Linked DNA regions of Mus musculus: region 2 is linked to region 1. The links are chromatin contacts, called in public Hi-C maps. All regions are on one chromosome and are shown on one strand. Each heading gives the region's core, a stretch centred on a gene start, on an enhancer-like site or on the middle of the called end of the contact. The rest is flanking DNA. Distances are from core to core; before and after follow the strand shown. Region 1 overlaps Gm36287 (a long non-coding RNA gene). Region 2 has its middle 190 kb from the start of Gm29835.

Region 1 (5,641 bases), core at 747-3,246:
CCACCAGCAGCAGCTCTTTGAATGGTGACAACATTTCAGGATCAGCAGACATCCCTGCCCTCACCCCCACCCCCACTCCTACCTGCTGATGAGGTTAATGTCCCGAGTGGAAACTGTCACAAGGCTACCTGAGGCTTCGTTGTTTCTGTTTAGCTGCCCTTTGACCTAGGAAGATGGATATCTCTGCAGGAAAGATCAAGGTAAAAAATCCTCTTAATAGTCTCCCCTAGAAGCAACACTACCCAGAATTCCCTCTTGATAGGACACTTTTGTATGCAGCTTCAGAGAGAAAAATAACTGTTGTAGAAGACACTCCCTCCCCTACCCCCATCTGGGCCCATGCAAAAGCCATAAAGATGACAGGTGCTGGCCTGAGGTTAAGAGAATTCCAGACAAAAAGCACTTGAGTTAGCATCTGTGGCTGTCCCTGGGTAAACTCCACACAGATCAAAACTCTGTGCCTTGTGGAATTCCAGTCATAGAGATCCGCAGTCAGTGCTCTGTGTCCCATGACCAGGAGTCACCGATCCTTTGCAGACAGTGACAATAAACACATCAAGCAATTTCTCTTCCTTAGGCTACCACCAATCTCAGCCTTGAATGTGTGCTTAAGTAGATTATGTGTGAATAGTTTTACAACTTGGAGGAAGGACACCTCGAGGAAGCCAAGCAAGCAATCTTTCCAACCAGATCCACTTGCATGGTGACCATAAACACACACACCACACACACTCAAATAAACTGAAGGGCATTTGATTGACCTCTACAGGGGGAGGGGGCTGGGAGAAGTTCCAGCACACCACAGGAGCACCTGTTGGGTGGAACGCAGGCCTCCAGCCATGTTAAACTGAAGGTATGACTTAAAAACAAAGCATGCCAGGTGTGGTGCATGCCTTAAATCCCAGCACTCTGGGAGGCAGAGGCAGGTGGATCTCTGTGAATTCAAAGCCAGCCTGGTCTACATAGTGAGCTGCTGAATCACCAGGGTTGAGTGTCCTCTAACACTCTGGATGACATTGGGCAGGGATTCGTGGGAACTCCCCCATCTCTCCTGCATGGATAAGAGAGATATTCGTTAAGTGCAGACTTCGCAGTCGGGAGGCAGAGGGTGAGAGGTGTGGATGTGTTTCCTGTGCCTGTAGAATTGAGTACTGACCACGAAGGTCCAAGTGCAGATAGAAAGTAGGACCGAGGCCCAGAGGTCTTCAGCATGGCGGGCAACTGGGGTTGACAGTGACTTGTTACCTATTTTATAAAGAACCAGAGTAGGAAGTTAGAAGATTCTCAACACAAAGAAGGATAACTGTTAAGGACCTAAGAATGCTGATTTGGTCACTGTAGGTTATATGAATGTTAAATTATCATACCATATCCCATACATGTATATAATGATGAGACGTTGATTCAATATTTTATTACGTTTCTTTAAAAACCTTTTAAAAAGAGATAATCATGTGGATCTCAGAAATAGTAAAATATAACACAACAGGGAAATCTCTCCAGCAGCTAGGCCTGGCCAATCCAACCCAGCCCAATCAATGAATGTTCCAGCCAGGTATATAATACAGTAGGGATCCTGCACAGAGTACTCTGGGGACTACCGAGGCCTCACTAGTTCCCAACTGCCCATGTGACTCTTACAGTTTCTAGCAAAGAACATAGACTAAGACTCTGAAATGGTCAGTTCCCTGAACAAATACATGGTGATGGGCTGGAAGACATTCTTCAAGAAGTAAAACTGAGCAAGCCCCCGGGTGGGGGGAGCTAGAGAAGAGAGCTTGAGTCCTGCTGAGCCTGAGTGCCTGCTTCTCATTGCCCTGGAGAAGGAAGCCTCAGCCAATTGGCACTATACAATGACAGTTTAGCCAGGCTCTTCTGTTACAGAGATTGACTCAGAAAGACAGAGGATGGAGCCCAGGGCAACCCCCAAGCCTCTCCCCTCACTGCTCATAACATGAGGGTGTAATGACTGTCCTCTGGCTTGTTTTGGTTTTGGTTTTGGTTTAGAGCTGGCCGGTTGTGTAACCCCAGGGACCCTGAGACTTTGTGCTAGCCAAAGCCATGCTCTCACCATGCCAGCTTTCCTTTGCTGGCCACAGGAGGAGTTTTTAGGTCCTTACTGATGCTCCTATCTCCTGGGTAGTTTATTTTGGCTCTGATCATTAACCGTACCTGAACATAAAATTACCCAGAACAGAAAACGCCTTTGTGCCTCTCCAGACATCATCCTTCCTCCTGGAGTGCTGGAACTGTAGCCTCAGGAGGAAATACTGGAATAGCAGGGCTCTGCTCACTCCTTGGGCTTCCCGATGAGGCAGGGTTCTGCTACATTCTAGCTGAGGCACAGAGCTGGGCCAGTCAGTGGGGATTATAAAGCTTTCTGGAAAATATAGAGACATATCAGCACTTAATCTGGCATCAGCCCACCAGGTTTGTCATCCAAACTAGTCTGGAAACTGAGGTATGGAGATCCCAAGTTCAGTACCAAGCTGGGCTCCAAGCCAGCCTGGGCAACTTGATGAGACCCTGTCTGAAAAGACAGTGAAAAGGAAAACCGGTGACGCTCTGGATGAGCATACTGGCTCCAGATTTAATTCCTAGCCCCTGATCTCTAAATACTTCTGAATGCTCACCATGAATTGGTGGTCTTGATTTCTCCAAAGCCCCCTATTACCTGTGAGCCCAAATAAACTCTTCATATTGTCAAGTATCCCACAGGAAGGAGATAAGTAACAGCTCGAACAGGCTTCCTTCTGGTCACATGAGGCGATGAGAAAGATCTATGTCCTCAGATTATCTGAGCTGACTCCAAGGGAAGGATGCAGAGAGAAGGGACTGTCCTCAGACTCTCCAAGGGGGCTGTCACTTTTCTATGTGCACACTGGCTTCCGTGGGACAACAGCTCCAAAGTTGAACTCTCAAGTCCTACTCAGAAAAGGCCAGCAGTCCCCTGGAAATGGGCTTCCTTCCAGAGTGAGGAGTGGGTGGCTCCTCTCACCTGTGAACTCCTGTCAATCAAGGGGCTCAAACACAGCAGCGTGCAGAGTTGAAATGCCAGCATCCAGGGAATCCTGGAGCCTCCCCCAAGAAATCAAAAGCCCTAACAAAGTTCTGCTTTCTGCAAACTGGAACCTTCCTCATTCTGGTGGAAGCCTGCCTCAGACCTTCAGGCTGAGATGCAGAAGCAACCCCTCAGCTTAATCTTGTGGGCTACTTGCTCCTGGAACACACCAGGGCTACAGAGTCTACAAAGCCGAACCTCCAGCCCCGCCATCTTAGCGCCAACAGTGACTGGACTCGTGGATGTTTCTCAGGACAGAGACCTGGCCTTCCTCATATTTATACAATCGAGTTGGTCGACTGCAAAGAGGCTTTTCTGAGGTGTGTTGGAGAGGGTGTACCTCCCCAGTTAGCCACTTTGCAGACATATGGCCCACTATGCCACCAGTTACAAAGTGATTACTGGAGCAGCCCAAACAGATTTTTGTTTTGTTTTGTTTTGTTTTGGGGTTTTTTTTTTTGTTGTTGTTGTTGGGTTTTTTTGTCAAAGTGAAGGTGTGATTCTCTCAGATTCTGTGAGAACACCACACACACACACACACACACACACACACACACACATATTTTTACCAAGCCAATCTGTTTCCTGGCAGCTGGTGGCTGCAGGGCCTGGAAGCCAGCTTAGATGACTGGAGAGTCACACAGGTGAACCTGCTGAGCTCTGGAGGGAGGTGGAGCCCATGAGGTACAGCTCCAAAGCCCCCTGTGCACTGGGGACTGTGAGTAGCCCGTCCCATCTCCCTGCCTAGTCTCTCACGTATAACAGGAAGGACTATCACAAAAGCTCCTTGCACGGGGCTGGGCTCATCTAAATTGAACCGACTCACGGTTGCTGGTTTAGTAAGAATCCCTTTGAAATTAAAGTTACAGCGTGCTAGAACTACCAGTAAAGATGAACCAAACTCCTCTACTTCCCAAGTCCACCTAGGGCAAAAAGCATGTTCCCGTTTTGCAATGTAGTTCTATGGCATCTAACAAGGCAGCGCTGTGGGGACTTGATTTACAGATTTTTACTGAAACTGCGGTTTCTGGATCACAGTCCAAGTTCCTGCGTGGAGGCTGGTGTGTACACAGAGCATCTATGCCATCACAGAGAATCCAGGTCAAGGCACTGGCCCCCTGCTGTGAGCAAGTGAATTTCTGAGCCTCCACCAGGCGGAAGACAGAGTACCTGCCCTGAGTACCTCAAACCGGAGTTGTAGTACACCAGCTTCAGACATATTCTCCTCTCCTCCCCTCCCCTCTCCCCTCTCCTCCCCTCTCCCCTCTCCCCTCTCCCCTCCTCTCCCCTCTCCTCCCCTCTCCCCTCTCCTCCCCTCTCCTCCCCTCTCCCCTCTCCTCCCCTCTCCCCTCTCCTCCCCTCTCCCCTCTCCTCCCCTCTCCTCCCCTCTCCCCTCTCCTCCCCTCTCCCCTCTCCTCCCCTCTCCTCCCCTCTCCCCTCTCCTCCCCTCTCCCCTCTCCCCTCTCCCCTCTCCCCTCTCCCCTCTCCCCTCTCTCTCTCTCTTTCCCTCTCTCTCTCTCTTTTCTTCGTCATCCCCCAGAGGCTAAGCAACAGAAAAGAGAACCCTGATGTTCCACCTAGGGAGAACATACCACTTTTATTTCCTGAAGACATGGTTCTCTGGCTGTTTACAGTGGGAAAGGATACAGGGACTAGGACAGAGGGCACAGTTGGAAACTCCTAGAGTCAAAGCAGGCTGAGCAACCATCTCACCTGGAAGCTACCGATCCCTGATGGGCAAGCCATGCAACTTCCCCTGAGCCTCAGTTTTTCTGTGAGGAGAGTAGGGGAGTCAACTCTACAGATAAACTGGGCACAAGATAGTGGTAGAGACACTCGTGACCTCCACCTGGCAGGGTAGCCTTCATCATCACATCTGTTGGCAAATCAGTTCTCAGAACACCAAAATTTGACGGAAATCCTTCCCGCCCATGGAGCTGATTCTAGGTGTTTTGGCAGAGTCACTGTGTTTCCAACAATCACACTTATTTTTTTTTTCTTCCTTAGAAGAGGTAGGAGAAGAACTGTCTCTGTCCCCAAGAGCCAGACTTAGGGCTCTCATTTCCTCATTTTTCCACTAAACACTTTTGAGGACCTACATTCTGGATGGAGAGACAGACCATCAATGACAGGCTTGGTACATAAATAAGTTACGCAGTAGGTTAAAGATCACAGGGAGAAGAGGCATGGGGGAAGTCAAACGGGTGGAGAGGGCGGACGTGGAGGGCGGAGGTGGGTTGAACATTAAATGAATTGTCAATAAGGACCTCACTGAGGGATGAGAGCTAAAGAGGATGTCTGAGGCAAGCCCATTCCAGGGGGAAGAGAGGGCTGGGCCTGGAATGTCTGCAGATGTCTCCACAGCCCAGACTTCACTCCTGTGCCTCAGTCCTCCATTATGACCTGGGCACCTAATGGCATTCGAGATGAGTCCAAGCCTGACCCCCTGGGAGTCCAGCCCGGCCTGGGCTAGAAGCAGAAACTCTTCCCCAAGCTTCCCAGATGGTGTGTACAACCCTGCAGGGCAGGAGCTTTTTTGTCTTTATAGCGAGACCCTCTCAAAGCCAGTTCTACTCTGGG
Region 2 (5,429 bases), core at 1,742-4,241, 640 kb before region 1:
AGCAATGGCTGGATCTGTCAAAATTGCCAGTTTTCATTTTGTTCTTTTCCTAGAGAAAAAAAAAGATGAGGACCTAATGAAACAAAAAAGTCATATTTTTCAAATCTTTTGGGAAGTCTAGAGAAGAACAAGTTCTGCGTTTTATCTATTTGTTTCAGTATAATGAGCAGAAGACTGAAGATCCAGTCAGTTAGGACCTAACTCTGGATAAATCTAAGGGTAAATATGGAGGGCTATAATGATCTAAATGTCAAAGGCAGTGTTCTCTTCTCTTCTGTGAATCTCTAGTGTCCAGTTAGATGTAGGAGTTGCTCAGTAAAAATAGCCATTTTGTTAAATGATTGAGATACATATTATGTGGCATTTATGGCATTGGCTAAATATGGTACATTTATGACCCACCCATAGTAGGTGAACATGCATGACTTGATTCCATAAATAAAAAATAGTTCTTATTAGTATTCTCACTCAGACTTTCATATGGCAAGTCATATGGAAATATAAAGGATTAGAATATGCCTCTAACATGGTGTGTCCACGGTCATTCCACAATGAAGAAAGGTGTAAACAGAAGGTAGGAAGGAGAACCATGCTGTCAGTGGATGGAGGAAGGTATCCTGTCTCCAGAGAAGGTCTAACAAAGACATGGTCCTGTGAGGGGTGAACACAGCATCCAATGTCATAGTCTGAAAGTCTAGTCTAGGCAAAGAGGGTGGGAGGGGGCTGTATGAGGGATTCAGGCTCCCCTTCCCAACCCTAACTTTTGAGATACTCCATTCCAAGCCCTGCAAAGTGTTACTCTGTTCAGTCTTGCTTCCCTGACAACCCCTATGAACACAAAAGTTAGGAAATTTAAATAGTCATGAACATCAAGAGGCTTCGAGCTGGAGAACAAAGCATGATTGTTTTATTTGAAGCCTTTTCTGGATCAATTTTTCTCAAATTACCAGTGCATAACCACTCAAAATGTCTGGTTGTTCTCATCAAGGTCCAAAGGGTGACTAAGTCAGGCAACTGAGTCTCAGGATTCAGACAATTGTGTCTCAACTCCATGTAGGCTGACTTGTGAACCACCATATGGGATTCAAAGGCTGACCCACTCCTCCCCTGCAGGAACTCCTTACTACGTCCAGAACAGTCTGCTAGTGCTGTGGTCACCTTATACCCTTCCCAACGATAAGTGGTTGTCTGACAATTTCAGGTCTACCACCTTCCTGCCACTCTGTCTCTAGCTTCATCCAATCCTTTCCTACCCTCCCTTAATCCAGAGCGGGAAGGTATAAAAATAACTTTCCCCCGAATGTTTGTCTATTGAGTTCAAAGCATGGCAGCATGTTGAGCTCAACAAATATTTAAGTTCGACTTGATTCTCTGATGCTAGGAGCCTGACAAGAAGTTCTGACATGTGGCACTCAGTGGAATGACTATAGATGACAATTTTGGATGTGTACTCCAAATGGATTTTGAATGCTCTTAACACACACAAAAAGATAATGTCTAAGGAAACAATCAAACAATCTATACATTCATTAAACTTCATACAATATTCCATGAACGTGCACAATGCTTGCATTCATCAAAGGAGGGCATTTTTTTTTTCATGAAAACATACAGAACAACTGTACACACCTAACCATAGACCAGACACTGTGTAAAGCCTAAGATGATGAAAACACATGCAGAGAAATAAAGACAAGATGAGCAGCAGGAACGTGCAAGCTCCTATAAGAGGAGCTCTGTAAATCTGTGCCTGTATCCCCATGACCTGGTCCAGGCATCTTCTTTTCTAGAATTCTAAACATTACTAAGTGATGCTACAGACCTATTGATTAGACTGCGACTCCTGCATTGCAAGCAGCGCCTATAGACCCATGTGCTCAGCACTTTAATTAACTCAGGAGGATCAGAGATGTTTCTGGAAAGTAGAAGAATTAGCAACGGTGGACATTAAAACAATGAGTAAGAGTTGGGTTATTAATAAAGTCAGTAAAGTACCCGACTTGCAAGCATGAGTGAGGTACTACTGAGTTTGTTTCTCAAAAGCCCTTTTAAAACAAAACAGAGTGGGTGTGGTTTGTGCTTAATCTCAGTGTAGAGAGGTGAAGTCTAGTGGGTCCCTGAGGGTCACTTTTCAGTTGGCTCAGGCTACTTAGGGACCTCTGGCCAGTGAGAATGCCTAAATAAAAATACGGTGGACAGCACCTAAAGAGGAAAACCAAGGCTGTCCCTTAGCCTTGACATGAATATGACACCACACACACACACACACACACACACACACACACACACACACACCCAGTTGCAGGTGGGTGGGGGGATTGTTCCAAACAGTATCCACTGTAGAAGCAGAGGGAGAGTAAAGAAAAACCTTAGGAAGGGCTTCCCTTTGCCTGGTGCCTTGCAGCTGTAAGGAGAGACAACACACATACACCACATACACACACACACACACACACACACACACACACACACACACACACACATACAGGAGTCATCCTTCTGCCTTCCCAAGACTGCTATTTGTCTGCAGGCTGCCGAAGTGGATAGCCACATTTCTGTTAAGCTTCTTATCTCAGGAGGTTTTCATTTCTTTGTCGCCTGCTCACCTGCTTAGTATGTTATAGTCAGAGCCACCTGATCATTTTTTTTTAACAAATAAACCCCACTTTGATTTGAGCTCTGACTCCATCACACATTTGCCCAGTGGGCAAGCCACCTAGCTCTGCTGCAAACCTCTGTCCATGTCCCCGAAGAACGGACCAAATAGCAGATAGTAGTGCTCATGGTTAAGAAGTCAGGCATGGGAGCCCAGGCACGTAGCCGGCACAGAGTAAAGAAATGCTGTGAAGAAATCACTATTGAAACTAACAAATCGTCCTCTCATTTGAATCTTCAGACTCGACCATCTACGTGGTACAGTGATGAGCTCATGGCCTTTCCACTGTTGAAGCTCTTTTAAGACACATCAGCCCGGGACAGTGGTGACTCCTTGTGTTCCGATGGCCCCGTTCCAAGGCAAATGTTTAGGCTTGGCGGAGGGCTTGACAAGTTGCAGTCAGTGAGAGTTCTGTGCTTTAAAGAGAGATAAACATGGAAGCCTTTTTGTTTTGGGGGTTTGTTTTGTATTGTTTTTAATTTGGAGGGGGTGGAAGAGCTATGAGGAGAGGAGCTGCTTTCTCAGCAGGCATATAATAGCCATACAGGTGCACTGCCTCCTGGTGACACAGGGTGAACATTTGACCCACAGAGCCCGGTGAAGCCATCCCTGGGAGAGCCTGGAGCAAGTGCAATGCTGACTGTGTGCAGCCCTGTTTGACTTGGCTGTGGGCCCTGCAAACCTGGCAACGAGTATAGCCCAGAGGAAAACAGCCTTGACATTGACTCTGGTCAGTGCCATGCTCCGGGCCACCTGTGGGTTTCACAACCTTCTTTCTATTGCCCACAGCATCCTGGCCGGTTAATTTGTGTTCCCAGAAAAGAAAGATCCCATTGCTCTCTTGCTCTGGTGCTCAGTATCTGGTCCAGGTCGATGCCTAAAGGCACTCACCTGTGTACACCTCCTAGTACAGGCGCTGGGCCAGCTGTACCCTCAGAAGTCTTTGTTCATTCCGGTTTCTCTCCTGTTTCCAAGCACCAATAAATATGCAAGTTCTATTGCGATGGGGAAGAAACTAACTAACGTTCAGTAAGCACCTGCCTGGAGCCAGGTGCTGTCACACACAGCACCTTGTTTAATCCTCACAGCAGCGCTATAGGCAAAAAGTTAATACCTATATTCACTTGATAAAGAGGGTGAGCTTCCGAAGGCTTAAGCAATCTGGAGGCAGAGTGCATCGGTATGGACCAGATTTGCCTCCAGTCTTCCGAATCTCAGTTTATAGTCTGCATTCACTGAGATGCCTCCTACGATGTTCTGGAAAGAATAGTGCAGGTGGGGTTTGGGGAGCTCTGATATTGTGATTTTCAGATGAATCATTGCTTCACTTAATGGTTATAAAATGAAGGAGTAGACAGGTTGTCTCTCAGAGTGCTTTTGACTTGAATGTATTACATATTACACGCACACATCAACAGTAAATATAACATGCATGGAATTACTGCAGAGATGGGCAGAGCTGTGCTCTTGATGGAGTTCTATCGTGGACTCTGTGGAGGAGGTAACTCTAAAGGTATCCAGGAACCTTCCTATACCAAGAGAAATGGCATAAGCTTCCAGTAATGAGGGCCATTTAATTTATATATTTACAATAGCCCATTGCTCACAGCTCAGCAGTTCCTCCTCTGGTCTTCCTTTGCCCTGGCTAATGGCTCTAGTCTGATGTGTCACAAATACAAGAATCCACACTGAGGCCCCCAAGGGCAGAGCAAGCTTTACAGCCAAGATACATGGCTACACCAAGGGTAGCCATGGGAATGATTGGAGAGGGGACTCTGTGCCGGGAACCACGGTATGTGAACACTTTCACCATCCTCACGGCATACACAGAGAAAGCAGAGGCAGCAGCAGCGCTATAGGCAAAAAGCGAATACCTATAATCACTTGATAAGGAGGGTGAGCTTCCGAAGGCTTAAGCAGAGCTCACCGATACAGACCAGACTTTACAGCTGGGGAAACTGAAGCCCAGGAAGTTCACACACTCAGCTCCTGGTGAGGGGAAGCTTGGAGCTTAAGCCCATTGGTTGCTCTAGCCAGAAGAAGTATGCCTGTGGTCTTTCTCTTGTGTCCTCATGCCCTGATCTCAAAAACAGAAGCTGCAGTGGAAAAAAAAATAACAGAAAGAAACCAAAGGTTACTAAATAGGCATGATGTGCTGGCCACGTGATGTGAGTCATTTGAAGTCATTCTTGTAGCAACACCTTGTTTTTTGTGGTATCTCGAATAAACCATGGCTGAGAAACTAGAACAGGTCTGTTGTGTAGGGAGTAGAGGTTTTGACTCCCTGTGGTCTTTCTGACTACATGTTCTACGTGTTACCTGTCACTGGCTGTTGGAGCAAGTCGGTTTTCCCAGGCTGTTCCTCTCCCCAACCCCCATCTGTAACTGCTTCCCTCTTTGTTTCTGGCGTGAGAATGAATCAGTTGCCAGTACAATCTTCAGGTCCTACTTATGTTGGGGAAAACCTCAACTGAATAATGGAAATGAAGAATGCTAAAACATAACTCTACCAAGTAGAACATTTAGATGTGTGCATTTACTTAATGTCTTCAGATCTATGTTCCCATGGACCAGGGAGGAGTCAAGAATAGCATAGCAATGATTTCAGCCCTCTGGATCCTAGTGCAGCTCGCTGTAGGGAGCCAAATGCCCAGTGTCTTTCCCTGCTGCCCTGTGAATGGATGCTGCAATTACAGGTGACAGAGCCTCTTGGGCCTTGTGAGCTTCTGTGTGGATTCTTGTACTCGTGACATGTCAGCGTATACCAAAGCAG

What was found. Hi-C and Micro-C count contacts between places; a contact is called where the count stands out from the background.
Region 2: a Hi-C map of liver shows a contact between it and region 1, with 5 times the contacts expected there. The contact joins two enhancer-like sites. A contact is called at or near these places in 2 of 484 Hi-C or Micro-C datasets (both in liver) and 3 of 115 datasets of contacts at active chromatin or transcription factors (embryonic stem cells, memory CD8 T cells and pancreatic cancer cells).

Annotation. Positions count from the first base shown.
Region 1 is chr12:25,139,991-25,145,631 of GRCm38.p6, reverse strand. It overlaps Gm36287 (a long non-coding RNA gene), which reads right to left. Exons shown (of 9, transcript XR_003950180.1): 2 at 4,775-5,641; 3 at 2,173-2,380; 4 at 83-1,245. Among named protein-coding and RNA genes, the nearest start is that of Gm36287, 3.3 kb to the right of the region's middle. Within about 2 kb of position 1,996, at least 54 of the 459 cell types and tissues checked have an H3K27ac peak or open chromatin away from gene starts, as enhancers often do. A contact at or near this core is called in liver, where this site is marked.
Region 2 is chr12:25,783,958-25,789,386 of GRCm38.p6, reverse strand. No RefSeq gene overlaps it. Among named protein-coding and RNA genes, the nearest start is that of Gm29835, 190 kb to the left of the region's middle. Within about 2 kb of position 2,991, at least 20 of the 459 cell types and tissues checked have an H3K27ac peak or open chromatin away from gene starts, as enhancers often do. A contact at or near this core is called in liver, where this site is marked.